Linked DNA regions of Mus musculus: regions 1 and 2 are each linked to region 3. Evidence: chromatin contacts called from public ChIA-PET and promoter capture Hi-C data. All regions are on one chromosome and are shown on one strand. The core of a region is the stretch at or near the end of the contact, and the rest is flanking DNA. Distances in the headings are between cores, read along the strand shown.

What was found. ChIA-PET counts read pairs in DNA pulled down with a chosen protein or histone mark. Capture Hi-C pulls out chosen DNA fragments and counts their contacts.
Region 1: a contact with region 3 is called in a promoter capture Hi-C map of liver. The contact joins the promoter of Mtch2 here to the promoter of A330069E16Rik in region 3. A contact is called at or near these places in 6 of 39 promoter capture datasets (the C10 cell line, cranial neural crest, liver and 2 more), 2 of 484 Hi-C or Micro-C datasets (embryonic stem cells and regulatory T cells), 2 of 115 datasets of contacts at active chromatin or transcription factors (cardiomyocytes and regulatory T cells) and 2 of 9 other capture datasets (adipose tissue and liver).
Region 2: an RNA polymerase II ChIA-PET map of effector CD8 T cells shows a contact between it and region 3, with 7 read pairs. The contact joins the promoter of Atg13 here to the promoter of A330069E16Rik in region 3. A contact is called at or near these places in 1 of 39 promoter capture datasets (second pharyngeal arch cranial neural crest), 2 of 484 Hi-C or Micro-C datasets (B cells and embryonic stem cells), 3 of 115 datasets of contacts at active chromatin or transcription factors (effector CD8 T cells, extraembryonic endoderm stem cells and memory CD8 T cells) and 1 of 9 other capture datasets (pancreatic islet).

The regions. Positions count from the first base shown.
Region 1 is chr2:90,845,529-90,848,856 of GRCm38.p6, forward strand. Mtch2 (mitochondrial carrier 2) reads left to right here and starts at 1,627. Exons shown (of 13, transcript NM_019758.3): 1 at 1,627-1,857. The coding sequence starts at 1,771.
Region 2 is chr2:91,708,186-91,711,914 of GRCm38.p6, forward strand. It overlaps Atg13 (autophagy related 13), which reads right to left and starts at 2,407. Exons shown (of 17, transcript NM_001355419.1): 1 at 2,062-2,407. Harbi1 (harbinger transposase derived 1) reads left to right here and starts at 2,667. Exons shown (of 3, transcript NM_178724.5): 1 at 2,667-3,066.
Region 3 is chr2:91,235,482-91,239,018 of GRCm38.p6, forward strand. It overlaps A330069E16Rik (RIKEN cDNA A330069E16 gene), which reads left to right and starts at 1,665. Exons shown (of 2, transcript NR_015464.1): 1 at 1,665-1,920; 2 at 2,241-2,876. It overlaps Ddb2 (damage specific DNA binding protein 2), which reads right to left and starts at 1,585. Exons shown (of 10, transcript NM_028119.5): 1 at 1,209-1,585. The coding sequence starts at 1,335.

The DNA.
Region 1 (3,328 bases), core at 377-2,876, 390 kb before region 3:
ATTCCGACTCCAGTTCTCTGTCCCATAACGTCATGGGTAGCTTTTGCCATGAACCATTAGGAATGTGGTGGGACATCCTCAGGTGCCCAACCCTTCAGCCCCGCGACATTCTGAGCCTCTCATTGCTCACAGGCAAATAGAATTTTTTTTCCTTCACCACCCATGCACAAATACCCTTCTTAATGGTCTTGCTGTTTCTAAGTCATGTTGAGAACTGTGTTTAATTAAGAGCAACATGTAATTTTTTTAGAATAAAAAGCTACCATTTACTATTGCATTTTTGTTGTGTATGCCAGGCTAGGTCCATATTGCTTTGAGATAATGTTTTGAAGTGGATATTATTATACTTATTTGCTTAAAAGTTTTGAAGAGTTGGGATGACCTATATAAGGTCACACTGTAACTGGCAGAGGTAGACTTTGGATGAGGCCCATTGGACTTCAAAGCCCGTGTGCCTGACCTACAAACTGCCTCCCAATATCAGCTAGTTCTGGGCTGAATAGAAGGCCATATTAGGACTAACTTCTGTATTTCAGCCAATTTCTCAAAAACTCCATATATACAGTTTCACTTAATGTTCATAAAAATACACTGAGTTAGTTGCATTGTCCTTATATTTAGATACAAACACTAAAAAATTTAAAAAGGAAAGTGACACATGGATCCAAAAGGAAAGCCAGATTCCAAACTCGGTTCCTTGTTCATTCTCAGCAGTACACACTAAGTGCTTGCACTAAGTGGTGTCTGCTACAGAACAAAGGGGCCAGAGCTGGAGCAATGCCTTTTCTTCATTTTGCCTCTAACAGCCTGGGTAGCCCGATTGGCACTGAGCTTTAATAAATCTTGAGCACTGGTACATGCCAGGCACTGGGGGAAAATAGTGTACAAAGGCCATCTCGGTTCCTGAACCCAGAGTTGACACTCTCAACTGTCAAAGACAATTTCCCAGTGACAGGTGTCACAAGGCAACGGGTAGGAAATACGGATAAAATGGATTTCGAGTAGTCAGAGAAGACATGAAAAAAAAATTTTTTTTTTTGGTCAGTATGTCACCATGTAACCCTGGTTTACCGGGTATCCAGTTTGTAAACCAGATTAGCCTTGAACTCACATATCCACATTCCTCTGCCTCCCAAGTGCTGGATTAAGGGTCTGTGCCGCCACATCTGACCCCGAGGGGGCACATTTTGTTGTAGTTGCTTTTTCTTTCCAGTACTGAGGACTGAAAGCAAGGATGTCGGGAAGTGCTCTACCACTGAGCTAATGGTAAACGCAAAATCAGGGACCTGCAGAATTCACTGTTAAGCCAGACAGGATCTGTTGTTCATTAGACATGACAACTCTAACGGAAAACAACCATCAAACTTTACGTCGTCAAAGCCTGAAAGAGGATAGGAGTATAACTCAGTTCTTCCAGTTGTTAGTCCGCTGACCTTGCCTTTGCCGTCAGGGTCACCCCACCACCACCCCATCATTACCATTCCCTCCCTACTCCTTCCGGACACTTCCGGCTTGCGCAGGCGCAAGAGAAATCGCCTTTCCTAGAGGCGCGAGGAGCCCACGCCCAGACGCATGCGCGTCCCTCCCACAAGCCCCGCCCCAGGCGGCCCCTCGCGAGCGCCTGCCGTTTCTTTGGGCGGGCCGGTGGGCGGAGCCTAAGCGGGCGGCGCGCCGCGGGCGGGCCAGTGAAGCCGGCGCCCCCGACACGTGATCTGGAACCGGCTGTGTCGCTTGGTGACTCCGTCTGTCCGTCCGTCCGCGGGTGCCATCATGGCGGACGCGGCCAGTCAGGTGCTCCTGGGCTCCGGTCTCACCATCCTGTCCCAGCCGCTCATGTACGTGAAAGTGCTCATCCAGGTATGAGTCGTCGCCCTTTCCTTCCCCGCCCGCGTCCTGTCAGGTCGCCACCGCCCTCTGCGCCTTTGGGTTGGCTCTGCGTCCCAGGCCTTCACCCTCTCGAGATGCTGCCCTTCTCTCCCCTCAGGAACAACTTCCACGGCCTCGCGCCCCTCTCGGAGACATCCCGAGGCTCGCCCCGGGCAGGCCGGCTCCCTTTCTGCAGCCAACTGCCACCCTTGCCTTCCCTGGCCGGTGACTCTTCTCAACTTTGTTTTTCCTTTCCCTGATCCTGGCCGGTTGCCACCGAGGGCTTCCCAACCCTTTTCTTGTCGCCCCTCTGATACTGGCGTTCACCTCACCTCGTTCACTCCTCCTCAGCGAAATATCTCAAACTCGAGACGTGAAATAACTCATCTATGGGCAAATTTAAAATTCTAGGAAAGCCAACATCTTATTGTTCTTACTCGGTTTTTCTATTTGCTGTTTCTACTTCTATTCCCGTTCAGAGATTTTAACACCAGATACCCGGATATACACAAGGAGCGCATTGAGAAGTGATAATGAAATCAGATTTCCTGAGGATCCATTGAGCGCTTTCACAGTAACCCATGTGGTTCATGACAATGAAAATCACGTTGGTTAGAGCTGGAAATCAGTTCTGTTTAAACACTTTAGCGAGTTTAAATGTAACATCAAACCCCGGATGTCTCTCTTGCCTCCCTTGCCAATCTGCTATAAAATATTTCTAAAGTGGTCATTTATATTCATGGGTAAGGAGGCCTACTTTTAGCTGGTGATAGTATTTTCAATTGCTCTTCTAACTTTCCCTGTGCTGATCAGGGCCATTTTTAAGCATTTATTGAGGATTGCCATACCTCATGCATTGTGTGTCCTGGAAGGAAGCAGGCTTTAGAATCCCTGTCCTCAATGTTTACCATTCTGAAAAGAGAAAAAAAAAAAAGCAAGACTCTAGAATGGACTTCATTTTTAAATTGTTCTTCATACAAATTGTTGCTAAGTTGACTAATATAAGTGTAGATGTTGAAGCGCAGAGTGAAATCTGTGTCTAGAACAGAATTGACAGTATTTCGCAGTACACGTATGAACTCACTACTCAATAGTTCTCAAAGAACAGTGATTTTAGTGACATTCAGTGTTTTTGCCTCAACAATCCAATATCCTAAATTCTGATTTCACAATACCTCGTGCGTTGCCAAGTATCTCAGGAGGTTGATGAAATTCCCAAATACTACTTTAAAGCTGCACTTTCAGTGAGTTCAGAGAGGGGGTTTTAACTCAGAAGGAAGAATTGCAACAGTAGAGCCCAAACTGCCCTGTATTTTTTTTTTTAATCTCAAGTATCCCTTTGGCACTATAATCACTGAATATATTGTACAAATAAAATGGCAATCATTAATTTTTATGGCTCTGTATATTGCTAATGAGTCTGTACATTTAACGTGGACCTAAGTTGTAATTATTTTTGTAA
Region 2 (3,729 bases), core at 1,157-3,656, 470 kb after region 3:
CCCCTTTAAAATGACTGTAAAAATGACTTTAAAAGAACTGTAAATGTCTTTTCTTTTCTTTTTTTTTTTTTTTTTTTGGTATTTTCGAGACAGGGTTTCTCTGTGTAGCCCTGGCTGTCCTGGAACTCACTCTGTAGACCAGGCTGGCCTCGAACTCAGAAATCCGCCTGCCTCTGCCTCCCAAGTGCTGGAATTAAAGGCGTGTGTCACCACCGCCCGGCGTGTAAAATGTCTTTTAATTCTACATTTTATTCATATATCTGTGAACCAGAAGTGGAAGCAGCATTTTCCAAAGCTGTAATCCTGTTATGACTTCTATTAATTCTTCACTTAGCCAATACTTTTCCTAACAGTCAACTGTACTTGGCCATTCAGTTGCTTTTCTAAGTAGCGGTGATTCACACTGTCATCCCTTCTCGTGTGCCCAAGGACATTAGGCTGCCTGTGCTGCTTACAATGGCCTTCAGAAGACTTTTCTTTTCTAAGATTTATTTATTATTATATGTAAGTACACTGTAGCTGTCTTCAGACACTCCATAAGAGTGCATCATGGTGTATTACAGATGGTTGTGAGCTGCCATGTGGTTGCTGGGATTTGAACTCAAGACCTCTGGAAGAGCAGTCAGTGCTCTTAACCACTGAGCCATTTCTCCAGCCCCGCAGAAGACTTTTCTAATAAGTTGCTCCAATGCACTCTACAGTTAAAAGCAGGCAGGTATTTAAAATGAATGTGAAAATAATTTTAATGAGTTATAAGCCTTTAAAAGATTTAAATTCAGTCTATAGTGTTTGGTATGGTAGTTCACACTTCTAGTATTCAGGAGGAAGAGATTCAGGAGTTCAAGGTCACCCAAAACTATATAAAGTGAAAACCAGCCTAGGCTATATAAATATCCTGTCTCAAAAACCTACAAGAGCAGATAGATAGATAGTGTTGTTTGGTTGTATTACATGCCTATAGCCCAGACCTGGGGAGTCAGAGGCAATAGGACTGCTAACAAGTTCAATACTAGCCTAGTCTACATAGTGAGTTCCAGGCCAACAAGTGTAATACACAAAAAGATCTTGTCTCAAAAAGCAGAGATTAATTGGTTGTGAATATAGCTCTGTAGTAGACTGAGCAGAGTGATAGGTTAAACCTCAAGTAAGAACACGTATGTGTTTGTGTATAGATATATAATTATTGTATACATATAAACATATACATATAAATAAATTTATACATATTTCATTAGGAGAATTTCAAAACTAGACATGATGGTATATGCTAGATAATCTCAACACTTACGATGCCGGGAAAGGAGGATCAGTAACTCAAGGCAAACAAACCCTGGCTGCATAGGTGAACCCTGTTTCCAACTATCCCAACCTAGGCCTGTGACAGCCTGCGTCGGTATTCTCAGCTCCTCAGGAGGCTGAGTGAAGAAGATAACTGAAGCACAGGAGTTTAAGGCCAACCTGGGCTACGGGCTACCACCGAAGTGGGGAGGGGGGAGCCAACAAAGGAATGTTACCTTGAGGATAGATTGAGCAGATTAACTAGGAAAAAAGTGAATGAGAGATTTACAACCCAAGAAGGTGCTTAGCCACTTAATTCAGAGATTTAATGAGAATAGGTTTTCGCAGGTTATTCCACTGCCAGTAAGAACATAGTCCCCTTTTTCACTAGTCAAGTCACCCTCACTTACAGGAGGACTTCATACTTGGCATTAAAAATTTTTTTTGATTGACTGAAAACTTACCTAACCTACCTTGATACCCAACACCGGAGTTACGGCCCTACAAATGTTCTCCAATAGATCTTTTTGACATAACTCAAAGAGACAATAAAGTAGCAAGAAAATTTCGGGGGATGTCTGTAACGGTTGGGACGCCTCAAGAGCCAACAGGGTCTACACCAACCCAACTTCTCGTAGAAAACATAATCAGGGGATTATGGAACTGAACCTCGGTTGCTTGGCTTGGGCGTCCCCAAGGTGGTGGCCAAGGGAACACAGATCAGTGACCTCCCACTCGGGGGCGCTGAAAGATCCGGGGGTTATTACCCTCAAAAGTGAGTACCTGCGAAGCTACGGCACAGAGAGTGGCTCCGGGCTCTCATTCCGGAGGCCGGGGCCTGGGGCCGGCCAACTGCACCTCCCAGCAGAGGGTTCCGCGCTCCCGGGCGGTAGTGACAGCACAGGTCGCAGAGAGATATCTCACGCTAACGAGGCTCCGGGATCCCAGAACTGAAAAAGCTGTCGGACTGGTGTGGACTGGTTTTTCTCAGAGCTTCCCCTTCACACGTCAAACGATCTCTCCCGCCCTAAGCCAGCAACCAGTCGCTGCCCGGCGCCGCCATCCTTAGTGTTTGTTTTCATCCGCTTCAGTGCAGGCGGTGGGGAGGTAGAGCGCTACGGAGGAAATGCAGCTGCCTAAATTCAGCTGCACTTTCGCTACACCACAAACGACCTATTTAATATTTCTGTACATCAGAGTCTTCAAGAAAGGCGGCTTATTTCCAGAAATAAATCATATGATTAATTTTAAAGCCTTTTAGGAGAAAAAAAAGGGTTTGGGAAGGAATTTAGGGAGTTGGAGACTGGGCTTCGTGTAGAATGTACGGAAGCGAAGCGCAGGCCGCGGTGGCCGAGGTGCTGATGACGCGGCGTGGGGCGGGCGCTGACGCGGAAGGGGAGGTGCGGCTGTTGCGCACCGTGGCGGCTTGTGTGCGGCCGTGGGTTCCGGAGGCGGGCCTTCTTCGGCCCCGAGGGTGGAGAGTGCTCCGGTTAATCCGGTAGCTACGGAAAGGTGGCGATCAGCGTTCGGTTATTCTGGGTCGAGCAGCCAGACTTTGGTTATCTTACTATTTTTGAGACAAGGTCTCGCTGTGTAACTCAGGTTAGCTTTGAACGTAATGTAGCTCCAGCAGGCATGGAGCACGCGGCGATGCTACCCAGTTTCCAGAATGCTAACATTACAGGCTGGACCAGCCTTAGGAGCTTTTTGTTTTGTTTTACTTTGTTTTGACTGGTGCTCGTAGTCCACGCTTGCCTCGCACATGATCTTCTGGTCTACACTTCCCAAGTACAGTGAGCCCATTCCTGGCTGGGGCATCTTTACTTACACGGCTTTTAAAGGAATAAACTTTTTAAATACATTTATGTTTTGGAGGCGGGCGTGATGTGGCAAGGGTGTTGGACGATTCTTTCTTTCCACCATATGGATCTCAGATAGCCAACTAATTTATTTCACCAGGCTTCACAGGCAAACCCTGTGCCCTCGGAGCCATCTTTGTCCCTTAATACTGTTTTGAAAGCGGGTTGAAAAGTGGCCTCGGTGTTCCAGACCTACCTGGTTCACTTAGCTTTTTCCTCCTTTCCTTCCTTTTATACTCTTCCTTCCTTTCTAGCCTAAAGCTTCGGGATTTGGGTCTCTTGAGATGAAGGGAAAGCCTGTTACAGCAGACAGTGTAGGTCCCCAGGCAGGGCCACAGACTGTCTTTCTTCCTTTCTCCCCCCCCCCCACCCCCCCTTTGTTCTACATCTCTAGTTGGACTGGTTTGAGCACTCCCTCATCTGTGGAGCCATAGGGCTTTGCAAAACAAACCTCTGAGTAACCCTTAAGGTGTTTTCAACTTGTCAGCTGTCTCCTGGTTGCCACAGACCTCTTTTACCTTGTAAATTGTTTGTTCTCATGTGTTGTTCTCAGTTGAAATGCCAGGCAGTAGATGAGCCACTGGGATTGAAC
Region 3 (3,537 bases), core at 415-2,914:
AACATCAGGGCTGGTGAGATGGCTCAGCTGTGGTTAAGAGCACTAACTGCTCTTCCAGAGGTCCTGAGTTCAATTTCCAGCAACTACATGGTGGCTCACAACCATCGGAAATGGGATCCGATGCCCTCTTCTGGTGTATCTGAAGACAGCTACAGTGGACTCATACATTAAATAAAATAAATCTTAAAAAAATAAAATAAGAGCTATCCAAATACAGTGGTGTATAACTGTAATCCTAGCACTCAGAAGCTGCAGCATACTTGGATTGGAGGCCAGCCTGGGCTATAGAGCAAGACTCTGTATTTAAAGAAATACTAAATAATGTCATGAGCAACCATTACTTGAGTGGAAACCAGAAGAATGCAGTAAGGTTTAGAAAAGTTCCAAATTGATTAGGTGGCTTCAAGGAAGAGAGGTAAATCAGAGTATAATAAAAATAAGCCGGGAATGGTGGCACACGCCTTTATTCCCAGCACTTGGGAGACAGAGGCAGGCGGATTTCTGAGTTCTGAGGACAGCCAGGGCTACACAGAAAAACCCTGTCTCGAAAAACTAAATAAATAAATAAATAAATAAACAAACAAACAAATAAATAAAACAACTCTGAATTACCAAGCCCTTCTGGTGGACCCAATCTATAAGTCCTTTTTTTCTCTTGACAACTTTCCTTTCTTTTCATGGCTAAAACCACTCTTATCAATTTATCACATTCCTTATAGCCCCAGGTTCAAGTCCTGGTAAACCTCTGAGAATGCGCTTTCTGAAGAAAGGAGGGAGGGAATTTCAGACTCTCAGAGCTAACATAACCGAGAGGCTATGAAAGGGAGGATTACTTTGAAACAGTAGATGTGTAAAACTTCTGGAACAAGGAAAGTGGGGACTGTGGCTTTTACGGTGATGGCACTCATCTGACTCTTTCTGTCACCTGGGGTAGAGGTGGGGGGGCTGTTCAACTTAAAACTCTCTGCTGTCAATGAACTGGCCAATAAAACCAGTCGGCAGCGTGTGGCTCAGTGGCAGCCCACTTGCTGAGAGAACTGGAGGCCTGGGTTCGAACCCTCGATCTCCCAAATAAAATCACAGCCTGAGGCGACAGAAGCCAAGAACTGCTTCAGAAGCCCAGGCACAAGCACCCACCACCCCAGCTTCAGCCTCTGGCGCGAGCACCCTGAACCCCCGGAAAGCTAAGGCAGCAGCACAGGCCGTACCGGGACCCTGCACACGCAGCTTCTTGGCTTCGGGCTCCAGCTCCTGAGGACCTCTGCGACTTTTGCTCCTGAGGAGCACCGCAACGTCGGGGGACTTCTGGGTTTCTGGGCATTTCTTGGGAGCCATGACGTACTCGGTGAAGAGATATCAAGCTCTGTGGCAAAATAACGAAGCAAGGAGTGGAAAAGCCTCCGTGGAGAAAACAGGAAGGGACTACGTATGAGGCAGCGCCGTCGCAGGTAGCGCAGCTAAGACACCTTCGCGCCAAACGCTCCTCCGGGCTGCTTTACTTTTAGCCCCGCCCCGTCCCCTCAGGGCTGTCCCGCCCCTTGGAACTGCCCCGCCCCCTCGGGATTGCCACAGTAGGGGGCTGTCTTGCCCCCGGAACTGCCCCGGACTGCCCCAACCCCTCGGGCACGGCCCGCCCCCGGCCGCTCCTCCTCTTCCGGAGTAACGTGTGCAGCTCACAGGGAGGGTTTTTTATTTTAACTCCCTAGGAGCTGGGCCTTGGCTTGTGCTGGATCTGAAGAAAGCCGATTATTTGAACCTGAGGAGGGAGCGCTGGCCGTAAACCCTGCATGCTGGAGGCGGAGCCAGGCGGCGTTTCAGGCCAGCCTGGTGTACACGTTCCAGCAATCCGGTGACCTACGCAGAGAAACCCTGTCTCGAAGAACAACAAAGAGAGAGAGAGAGAGACAGAGACAGATAAAAGTAGGTAGTTTATGTCTTAAAAAGAGCAAAGATTCAAGTGTGGCTAAATATTTCTCATTTCCCCCATTAATAATAGGTGTCTCTAGGGCTGGAGAGATGGCTCAGTGGTTAAGAGCACTGACTGCTCTTCCAGAGGTCCTGAGTTCAATTCCCAGCAACCACAAGGTGGCTCACAACCATCTGTATTGGGATCTGATGCCCTCTTCTGGTGTTTCTGAAATGACAGTGTATTAAATAAATAAATCTTAAAAAAAAAAAAAAAGTGCCTCTGATTACCCAATCACAGCCTTAGCATTTGATTCTTTCCTCTCGCTTTACAGATGAATGTATTTTACCTCATACTATAGAAAAGAGCTGTATCTATGGTGGCAGGCTCTGTGTAATTCCCAACACTGAGGAGGCTGAGGCATGAAGAGTTTGCCTGGACTACACTGATATCTTGTAAGGATCAGATAAGAGTGAGAAAATCTGGGGCTGGAGCGATGGCTCAGCGGTTAAGAGCACTGACTGCTTTTCCAAAGGTCCTGAGTTCACATCTCAGCAACGACATGGTGGCTCACAACCATCTGTAATGAGATCTGACTCCCTCTTCTGGAGTGTCTGAAGACAGCTACAGTGTAATTATTTATAATAATAAATAAATCTTTAAAAAAGAAAAAGAGTGAGAAAATCTGGCATGCTATTGCACAGCAAGGTGACAGCAGACAATGGGTTTGCTGTATATTTTCTAAAGGTAGAAAGGTTTTGAATGTTTTCACCACAAACGATATCTGAGAAGATGTGCCTAACCCAATTTAAAGAATACAATATGTGTGTGTCAAAAGTAATGTATTCCTTATGAAGATGATACTTACATAAACATATGTAAAATTTATATGTTTTAATGTAGTTTAATTTTATTTTAAATTAAAATGATGCTCTAGAAGAAAATAAAAAGCTGAACCCAGCACCAATAATGGGGATGTCCTAAGATGTGCTTAAATTAAGAATTGTAGCTTAGTGGCTGGAGAGATGGTTTAATGGCTAAGAGAGCTTGCTGCTTTTTCAGAGGACCTGAATTCTGTTCCCAGTACCCAGGCAGGTGGCTCACAAATACCTATATGTAACTCCAGCTCCAGAAGACCAGACACCCTTTTCTGGACTCTGCAGGCAGATGCAGCCATATATACACATAAGCACATAAAGAAACATGTATACACATAAGTAAAAAAAAAAAAATTACAAGCTGGTCAGTGGTGGAATATGCCTTTAATTCCAGCACTTAGGAGGCAGAAGTAGGTCTAGTCTGCAGCGCTAGTTCCAGGACAGCAAAGGCTACAGAGAAACACTGTCTGGAAAACCTAAATAAGTAAATAAATAGCCAAGGCTGCAGAGAAACCCTGGGAAAACAAAACAAAGAAATAAGTAAACCCAGCAGTGGTGGCGCATGCCTTTAATCTCAGCACTTGGGAGGCAGAGGCAGGCGGATTTCTGAGTTCAAGGCCAGCCTGGTCTACAGAGTGAGTTCCAGGACAGCCAGGGCTACACAGAGAAACCCTGTCTCGAAAAACAAACAAACAAAACAACAACAACAACAACAAAAAAGAATCCTAAAAAAGTTGTAAGATATTAACTAGG